Regions from separate parts of the Callithrix jacchus genome. Here region 1 is linked to region 2. The links are chromatin contacts, called in public Hi-C maps. All regions are on one chromosome and are shown on one strand. The core of a region is the stretch at or near the end of the contact, and the rest is flanking DNA. Distances in the headings are between cores, read along the strand shown.

Region 1 (4,458 bases), core at 1,380-3,879, 43 kb before region 2:
CACTCCTCTCTCCTCACTGTAGGTATATCACACACACACTCCTCTCTCCTCACTGTAGGTATATAACACACACACACAAACATACACTCCTCTCTCCTCACTGTAGGATGATAAACCCAGTGACTTGGTCTACCTTGTCCATCACCTTGTATCTAGCGCCTGGAACATAACAGGAGCTCATTATTTTTTGGATGAAGAAATGTATAATCTATGCAAAGCAAAATTTAACAACTGCTGTCAGAGAAATGAAAAGTGATGATGGAGTGCAGAAGGGGTAAAAAGTAATATCGAGGCCGGGCGCGGTGGCTCACGCCTGGAATCCCAGCACTTTGGGAGGCTGAAGTGGGTGAATTGTTTGAGCCCAGGGGTTTTAGACCGGCCAGGGCAACATGGTAAAACCTTGTCTCTATAAAAAATATAAAAAACTAGGTGGGTGTAGCGGCACATGCCTGGGAAGTTGACGTGCAGTGAGCCATGATCACACCCTGCTCTGCAGCCTGAGCAACAGAGCGACACCCTGTCTCAAGGAAGAGTCATGAGAAAAGGAACCATTTGAACAGAGGCTTGAGGGAGGGGTGGAATTTTGCATGAAATGTCTTTTTCCATCACTTGAAGCTTATGTGAATCCTTGTGTTAGGCGAGTCTCCTGAAGACAGCAGATAGCTGGTGAGTTCTTATCCGTTCTGGATTCTGTGTCTTTTAAATGGAGCATTTAGGCCGTTTACATTCAATGTTAGTATTGAGAAGCGAGGTACCATCGCATTCAACAAGCCGTTTGTTTCCCGTGTACCTCAGTTTTTAAATTTTTGCTTTTTAAATTATTGTTTCTAGGTCCTGTGAGATTTATGCTCTAAAGATGTTCTGTTTTGATGTGTTTCCAGGATTTGTTTCAAGATTTGGAGCTCCTTTTAGCAGTTCTTGTAGTGGTTCGTGGCTTGTTACTGATGAATTCTCTCAGCATTTGTCTGAAAAAGACTGTATCTTTCCTTCAGATATGATGCTTAGTTTCGCTGGATACAAAATTCTTGATTGATAATTGTTTTGTTTGAGGAGGCTAAAAATAGGGCCCCAATCCCTTCTAGCTTGTAAGGTTTCTGCTGAGAAATCTGCTGTTAATCTGGTAGGTTTTCCTTTACAGGCTACCTGGTGCCTTTGTCTCACAGCTCTTAAGATTCTTTCCTTATCTTCACTGTAGATAACCTGATGACACTGCACCTTGGTGATGAACTTTCTACGATTAATTTCCCAGGTGCTCTTTGTGCTTCTTGTATTTGGATGTCTAGGTCTCTAGTAAGAGTGGGAAGTTTTCCTTATTTCCCCAAATATGTTTTCCAAACTTTTAGATTTCTCTTCTTCCTCAGGAACACTGATTATTCTTAAGTTTGGTCAACATAAACCCAGACTTCTTGGAGGCTTTCATATTTTCTTTTTTTTCTTTCTTTCTTTCTTTTTTTTTTTTTTTTGAGACGGAGTTTCGCTCTTGTTACCCAGGCTGGAGTGCAATGGCGCGATCTCGGCTCACCGCAACCTCCGCCTCCTGGGTTCAGGCAATTCTCCTGCCTCAGCCTCCCGAGCAGCTGGGATTACAGGCACGCGCCACCATGCCCAGCTAATTTTTGTATTTTTAGTAGAGACGGTGTTTCACCATGTTGACCAGGATGGTCTCGATCTCTTGATCTTGTGATCCACCCGCCTCAGCCTCCCAAAGTGCTGGGATTACAGGCGTGAGCCACCGCGCCCGGCCCGGCTTTCATATTTTCTTATTCTCTCTCTTTTTAAATCTTTGTTGGATTGGGTTAATTCAGACCTTCAAGTTCTGAATTTCTTTCTTCTACTTTTTCAATTCTACTGCTGAGACTTTCCAGAGCATTTTGAATTTCTGTAAGTGTGTCCAATGTTACCTGAAGCTTTGATTGCTTTTTCTTTATGTGATTTCCTCAAATATTTCTCCCTTTGCTTCTTGTGCCATGTTTTTGGATTTCCTTGCATTGGAATTCACCTTTGTCTGCTGCCTCCCTGACTAGCTTAATAACTAACCTCCTGAATTCTTTTTCAGGTAAATCAGGGATTTCTTCTTGTTTTGGATCCACTGCTGGTGATCTAGTGTGATTTTTTGGGGGGAGGGGGAGGTGTTAAGGAGCCTTGTTTTGTCATATTATCAGAGTTGGTCTTCTGGTTCCTTCTCAGTCAGGCAGGCTCTGTCTGAGGGAAAGTCTTGGGCTGAAGGCTGTTGTTCAGATTCTTTGGTCCCATGGGGTGTTCCCTTAATATATAGTCTCCCTTTCATATGGATGTGGCTTCCTGTGAGCTGAGCTGCAGTGATTGTTGCTATCTGTCTTCTGGGTCTCGCCACCAGCAAGTCTACCAGGCAGCAGGCTGGTCCTGAGGGATGCCTGCACAGAGTCCTGTGATGTGAACCATCTGTGGGTCTCAGCCGTGCACACCGGCACCTGTTCCGGTGGAGGTGGCAGGCTGGTGAAATGGACTCTGTGAGGGTTCTTAGCCTTGGTGGTTTAACGGTCTATTTTTGTGCTGGTTGGCCTCCTGCCAATCCCTTGGAGGATGTTGGCACGGTCCAGAGAGCATCAGCTGTGGTAGTATGGCGAGGACCTGGTGGTGGGCAGGGCCCTAGAACTCCCAAGAATATTTTCCCTTTGTCTTTAGCTACCAGGGTTGGTCAGGTGGAGGCAGGGCTAGGTGTGTCTGAGCCTAGATTCTCCTTGGGTGGGTCTTGCTGCAGTTGCTGTGAGGCATGGAGGTGAGGCTCCCGGGTCACTGGAGTTGTTACTTAGGAGGATTATGGCTGCCTCTGCTGAGTCATGTAGGTTGTCAGGGAAGTGTGGGAAAGCTGGCAGCCACAGGCCTCACTCAGCTCCCACATAATCCAAAGGGTCGGTCTCACTCCCACTGTGCCCCTCTCAACAGCCCTGAGTCTGTTTCCAGGCAGTGGGTAAGCAGGACTTGAGAACTTGCCCCAGGTTACCCGCCTCCCAGTAGCAAAAGTAAAGGCCTTTGGTTCTTCCTCCACCTGTGGAGTCTGCACACCAGATTTGCACCCTCCCCTGAGTTCTGGCCAGGAGGCTTCTCACAGGGTTCAAATTGTTACAAAGTTCACCCAGGGACTTCCTGCTCCCCGTGGTGTTTTCCTCCTGCACCTCGGTCCACCCTCCTGAAGGATCTTTGTGGTGCCAGGCAGGAGTGCGCTTCTGGGAGACCCAGCGAGCTCCCAGGACCTTTCTTGCTGCTTCCTCTACCCCTGTATTTTGCTTGGCTCTCTAAATTGACTCAGCTCCAGGTATGGTTGGAAAATTCTCTCAGAAACTAGACCTTCAGTTTCCCCAGTGGGGGTGTGTGTTCAGGAGTGGAGGATCTCCCTTTCCCACTTCCACAATTTGGGCACAGTGTTTAGGGTGTCTCCCTGGTCCTGCAGGAGCAGTCTGCTTCCCTCAGAGGGTCCGTGGGTCTTCCTGGGGTTCCTGGTTTGTTCTTGCAGTCCTTCTGCAGCTTAAATTCACCATGCAAGCCTCCATACACTGCTCTGTCCATTCAAGTCACAGCTGCGATCTAGTCCTACCTCCCGTCTGCCATGACGATCATAAGTAGTCAGAAGGTTCTGCACATTTTTAAATGACCGCATCTCACAGGAACTCACTCACTATTGGGAGGACAGTCCCAAGAGGATGATACTAAACCATTTGTGAGAAATATTCTCCCATGACCCCACCACCTTCCACCAGGCCTCCCCTCCAGCACTGGGAACTACAATTCAACATGTGATATAGGTGAGGACACAGATCCAAACCATCCCATACACGCTTCTTATATGACCCTTGAGACCCAGCCTGCTGCCATGTGAACAAGCCTAGACTACCCTGCTGGCTTATGAGAGACACGTGTTAGCAGTAGACAACTCCCAGAACTCTTCAGCTGACTGCAGCCCAAATTGCCAACCCACAAAAACATAAAGTAAATCAATTATGTTGTTTGAAGCCACTGAGCTCTGGGAGAGTTTGTTAAGCAGCAGAAGCTGATTGACATTTGACTACACACTATGCTGCCTCTAGATTATACTTACTTTGTACAACAACAAATCTCATAGATGATTTTGCATGTTGTGTTATTTAATTTTCACAATTACTACATGAGGTGAGACCTAAAAAAAATAGAGATTGTAGGACTTTAACTAGTCCAAGATCAATTGCTAATGAGTAGAAGCAGCAGAGTTAAAATGTATAAAATAGGTTGGGCACGATAGCTCACGCCTGTAATCCCAGCACTCTGGGAGGCTGAGGCGGGCAGATCGCTTGAGGCCAGGAGTTTGAGACCAGCCTGGCCAACACGGTGAAACCCCATCTCTACTGAATACACAAAATTAGCCAGGTGTGGTGGTGCATGTCTGTAGACCCAGCTACTCAGGAGGCTGAAGCACAAGAATTGCTTGAACCCAGGAGGCAGAGG
Region 2 (4,850 bases), core at 515-3,014:
GATTGAGACCATCCTGGTCAACAAGGTGAAACCCCGTCTCTACTAAAAATACAAAAAATTAGCTGGACATGGTGACGCGTGCCTGTGATCTCAGCTACTCAGGAGGCTGAGGCAGGAGAATTGCCTGAACCCAGCAGGCGGAGGTTGTGGTGAGCTGAGATCGCGCCATTGCACTCCAGCCTGGGTAACAAGAGCGAAACTCCATCTCAAAAAGAAAAAAAAAGAAAAAAAAGATGGAGTTTTACTCTTGTTGCCCAGGCTGGAGTGCAATGGTATGATCTCAGCTCACTGCAACCTTTGCCTCCCAGGTTCAAGCGGTTCTCCTGCCTTAGCCTCCCAAGTAGCTGGGACTACAGGTGTCTACCACAACACCCAGCTAATTTTTTGTATTTTTAGTAGAGATGAGGTTTCATCACGTTGGCCAGGCTGCTCTTGAGCTCCTGATCTCTGGAGATCCACCTGCCTCAGCCTCCCAAAATGTTGGTATTACAGGCGTGAACTACTGTACCTGGCCCTGGCCTTTTTTTTTGTTTTTTCCTAAGAGACAGGGTTTTGCTATGTTGCTCAGGCTGGCCTTGTACTCCTGGGCTTAGGACATGCTCCTGCCTCAGCCTTCAGAATAGCTGGGATTACAGGCACATACCATCATGTCTGACCTGACTGGAGTTTTTTTGTACAAGAGGTATGCCCCGTGATGACACAGATAGAGTTGGTGGTCTGAGGGGTGTGTGTATTTGGTTTTCTGTTCTACACTGACAAATGGGGTAAGAACCAATGAAACGCAAGTTACATAGGGTAGGCCTGAACCACTTCTCCAAGATAAGCTGCCCAAATTCCGAGAATACTAGCCCCTGGCAACTCCACATCCTCTCTCACTGTAAAAGTGTAAAAGGTTAGGTTACTCCCCACCCTGTGGAGCATGTGTCTGATTGCCTTCTGAGATGGCACTTCCCTAATCCAAAAGGAAACCTATCCTGGAGCTTACATCCAGCTAATCTTCCTCCACATGGCTGCAAACAGGCAGTCCAGTTTTCTCGTTACTTACACAGAGAGCAGAGACAGATGTTCATGATTCTTCAGGACTCTGTTCTCCCTGCTGTAACAGCCAAAAGCTAAAGCCAAATGAACCTGTTCACAGAGAACAAGCGGTTTTATCTGATCCTTATTATTCTTGCTGTAACTGCAATTGTGGTATTCGGAGTGATTCCCAAAAGAGATTCAGTGAAAATACCCTTGATCAAATTCACAAAGGAACAGCATGTTTCAAGTGGGCGTGTCTGGCTGGAATCTCCCTGAACGGTTCAGTAACAGCACATCAGAAGACTGCTGAATTCTTATTTCCCGTCCAAAAAATAACGAAGTCAATCTGAAATCTGGAAGTGTTCTGAGAGCAGATGGTATTAGCCCAGTAGTAAACAGATTTTTGGCTGCTTCTTTTTTCCCCCACCCGGTAACTATGTTTAATGTGCTAGGAGAAAACCATTTGTTTACAGAATCTTATTATAGAGCAGAAATATACTTGTTCCAGAGAAGAGGAGTTTAAATGGTTCCAAGTCAAATGATGCTAACAGGTGTCACCTGACCAATCCAGGACTTAAAATGGGTTATTATAAATAGGAGTAACACATATTTTTTTGGCTCTTTCTCCCACCTATTATGCAAGGCTGCATTCAGCTGTAATGTTCCTCCTGATTATTTCCAGCAACTTCGGGGTGGCTCACGTGTGCTCATGAACAAGTACTGTCACCTATCACATACAGCCTGTCATTTTCTTGCTCCTGAGCTCTTCTCTGGCTCTTCGTGCTGCTGTCTGCTGCTGAGGCCTGCAGAGATTAGTATAAATGGCAGGTGAGTAATTATTGGATAGTCTTGCTGCTTCTGCCAGGGTCCGTGACACTTCCATTGAAGGAGATGACCTCGCTGGTTCCGTGGATATGCTGAGCTCTGCGAGACGACCCTTGCAGGGAGAATCTCTGTCTCCCCTTCAGGGTTACACGCTGTTGCAGTCAATTGTTAAAGAGCAAACAGTTACTGAGCTTTTGCCCATAGCCCTCTCCCCTACCCGGCCATGCTCTAGGGAAGCAGAATGGGTAGAATGTGAGTGTGGCGGCTATGAGAATGAGCCTCTCAGAACTGACTGCACCGTAATGGAGGTGGGCTTCCCACAGGCTGCTCCCAGTCCGTGACTGAGCATGGGAGGAACACTAAGGCTGACTTATCCCTGGGACACGGGACACCTGTAACAGGAAACTTTGATTTGAGGTTGCCTGATGGCCTTTCAGACTTTGCTTAGCACCGCAGTCTAAGATGCTGCTGCCCCGTCTTCCTGTCTCCGTTCCCTCTTTCCTCTTAGGGTCAGACCTGGGATTGCCGTTTGATGACTGTCTCAGTTTCCCCACTCCCTCCTCTTTTGTCTCAGTCATTTCCCCTAATACGTTTTTCTTTTTTGAAAAAAAATTTATTATGTTTTACTTTTATTATTATTTTTTAAAATTATGCTTCAAGTTCTGGGATACATGTGCAGAATGTGCAGATTTGTTACATAGGAACACAAGTGCCATGGTGGTTTGCTGCACCCACCAACCCGTCATCTACATTAGGTATTTCTCTTAATGCTGTCCCTCCCCTAGCACCACACCCCGAAACAGGCCCCAGTGTGTGATGTTCCCCTCCATGTGTCCATCTTGGCATCTGCTTCTCATGGGACTGAACACAGGGAAAGTGTATCCCCTGCTATGAAAGCATAGTATATTCTCCCTGTTGCTGACCCTTGTGTATCTTTTTTTTTTTTTTTTGAGACAGAGTCTTGCTCTGTCACCCAGGCTGGAGTGCAGTGGCGCCACCTTGGCTTACTGCAACCTCTGCCTCCTGGGTTCAAGCATTTCTCCTGCCTCAGCCTCCCAAGTAGTTGGGACTACAGGTGTGTACCACCACGCCTGGCTGATTTTTTTGTTTTGTTTTGTATTTTTAGTAGAGGTGGGATTTCACCACATTGACCAGGCTGGTCTGGAATGCCTGACTTTAGACGATCTGCCCACCTTGGCCTCTCGAAGTTCTGGGATTACAGGTGTGAGCCACCACACCTGGCCCCATGTGTGATTCATTTCTTGATTTTTGATTCATTTCCCTTCACAGGAGTTTCTCTCCTGGGATGCTCTGAGGTCCATGTATGAACAGCTGTGATGCTGACCTTGACTTCCCCACTAATGTCTGCCATGCTTAGACACGCCTGGATGTCAGCAGGGATGTGAAGTGATGGAGGCTCAACCTGCTCCTGCTATGCAGTTTGGAGCATCTACTCTGCTTCTTCACTGGTTCGGGGCACAGCTACACAGACAAACAAAAATTACAACAATTGTGCCTTTGAATTTCAAATTTAGTTAGTGAGACAAAAATCACATGTGCCACAAGTGGATAATGACACAGGTAATAATCATCTATATTTTCAACACGGATTTATTGATCACCTGCCAGGGTTCAGTGTGAAACCAGAAGCTAAATTTTAGGGCATTCTTTTTTAGAATAGGGCATTGCAGAGGTCTCTGAACCGGGGAAAAGCGGTCTCCTAATGTGGAAAAACAGACAAACAAAGCACACTTTTAATTTCTCTTGCTTCGTGCCTCATATTCTATTTATTTATTTTTTGAGACGGAGTCTCGCTCTGTCACCAGGCTGGAGTACAGCGGTGCTATCTCGGCTCACGGCAACTTCTGCCTCCAGGGTTCAAGCGATTCTTGTGCCTCGGCCTCCTGAGTGACTCAGACTACAGGCACCTGCCACTATGCCTGGCTAATTTTTGTATTTTGTGTAGAGATGGGGTTTCACCATGTTGGCAAGACTGATCTCAAAACCCTGACTGCAAGTGATCCGCCTGCCTCAGCCTCCCAAAGTGCTTGGATTACAGGTGTGAGCCACTGCACCTGGCCTCGTATTTTAAAATGTTTATGTTAGTGTGCTGTAAACATGCATGATAAATTAGTACAATCGCACCTGCATATAGTCTGTTAAGACACATACATTTTCTGTCAGTGATTGTGGTAAACTTTTTTATCCATAAAGGCGCACAATCAAAAGGAGGTGAAGGCTCCTCGGCTAGAGGATGCTTTTGTGTAGTGGTTAGAGCTCGGGACTGGGTCCAAAGGCTTTAAATCTCAGCTCTACACTTACACACTCTTCCACTTGTCAAGGCACCGCCTCTCTGGGCCGAGTTTTCTCCTCCGTGGAAAAGGAATGTTGTACCCCCCTCACAGAGTTGCTGAAGGAATTGAATAAGATGATGCATGTTTAGTAAGTGCTAGTTGACATGTTGTGGTTAGTGTTATCATTTTCGCCCTAAGTCGCTTTTTTCTCTTTCTGAGGCTCAATCAAGTCTTCTGCTTGGTCGTTTGTGAGTTTGCTTCATGTTCAGTACCACCCCCAAGCTTTGTACCAAGTTGCTTTGCCGTCTTTTCCTCTCAGGAGAAAGAGATCTCTCCCACCGTGGGACTCCTAATGTCTTTCCTGATGCCATTCTTTCACACTGTCTTGTATCCTAATTGTTTTTGCCCTTTTCATTTTATTTTATTTTTTTGAGATGGATTTTCACTTTGTGGCCCAGGCTGGAGTGCAGTGGTTCAATCTCAGCTCACTGCAACCTCTGCCTCCCAGGTTTAAGCAATTCTCCTTCCTCAGTCTCCTAAGTAGCTGGGATTACAGGTGCACACCACCGTGCCTGGCTAAGTTTTGTATTTTAGTAGAGATGGGGTTTCACGATGTTGGCCAGGCTGGTCTTGAACTCCTGACCTCAAGCGATCCACCAGCCTTGACCTCTCAAAGTGCTGGAAATACAGGCATGAGCACTGTGCCCAGCT

Evidence for each region. Hi-C and Micro-C count contacts between places; a contact is called where the count stands out from the background.
Region 1: a contact with region 2 is called in a Hi-C map of skeletal muscle, with 5 times the contacts expected there. The contact joins the enhancer-like site here to the promoter of SLN in region 2. A contact is called at or near these places in 2 of 3 Hi-C or Micro-C datasets (both in skeletal muscle).

Annotation. Positions count from the first base shown.
Region 1 is chr10:7,580,977-7,585,434 of calJac240_pri, reverse strand. The region is part of intron 2 of LOC108593706 (a long non-coding RNA gene); the gene reads right to left. Among named protein-coding and RNA genes, the nearest start is that of SLN, 43 kb to the right of the region's middle. Within about 2 kb of position 2,629, at least 1 of the 16 cell types and tissues checked has an H3K27ac peak or open chromatin away from gene starts, as enhancers often do. A contact at or near this core is called in skeletal muscle, where this site is marked.
Region 2 is chr10:7,536,667-7,541,516 of calJac240_pri, reverse strand. It overlaps SLN (sarcolipin), which reads left to right and starts at 1,764. Exons shown (of 4, transcript XR_013523003.1): 1 at 1,764-1,848; 2 at 3,136-3,426.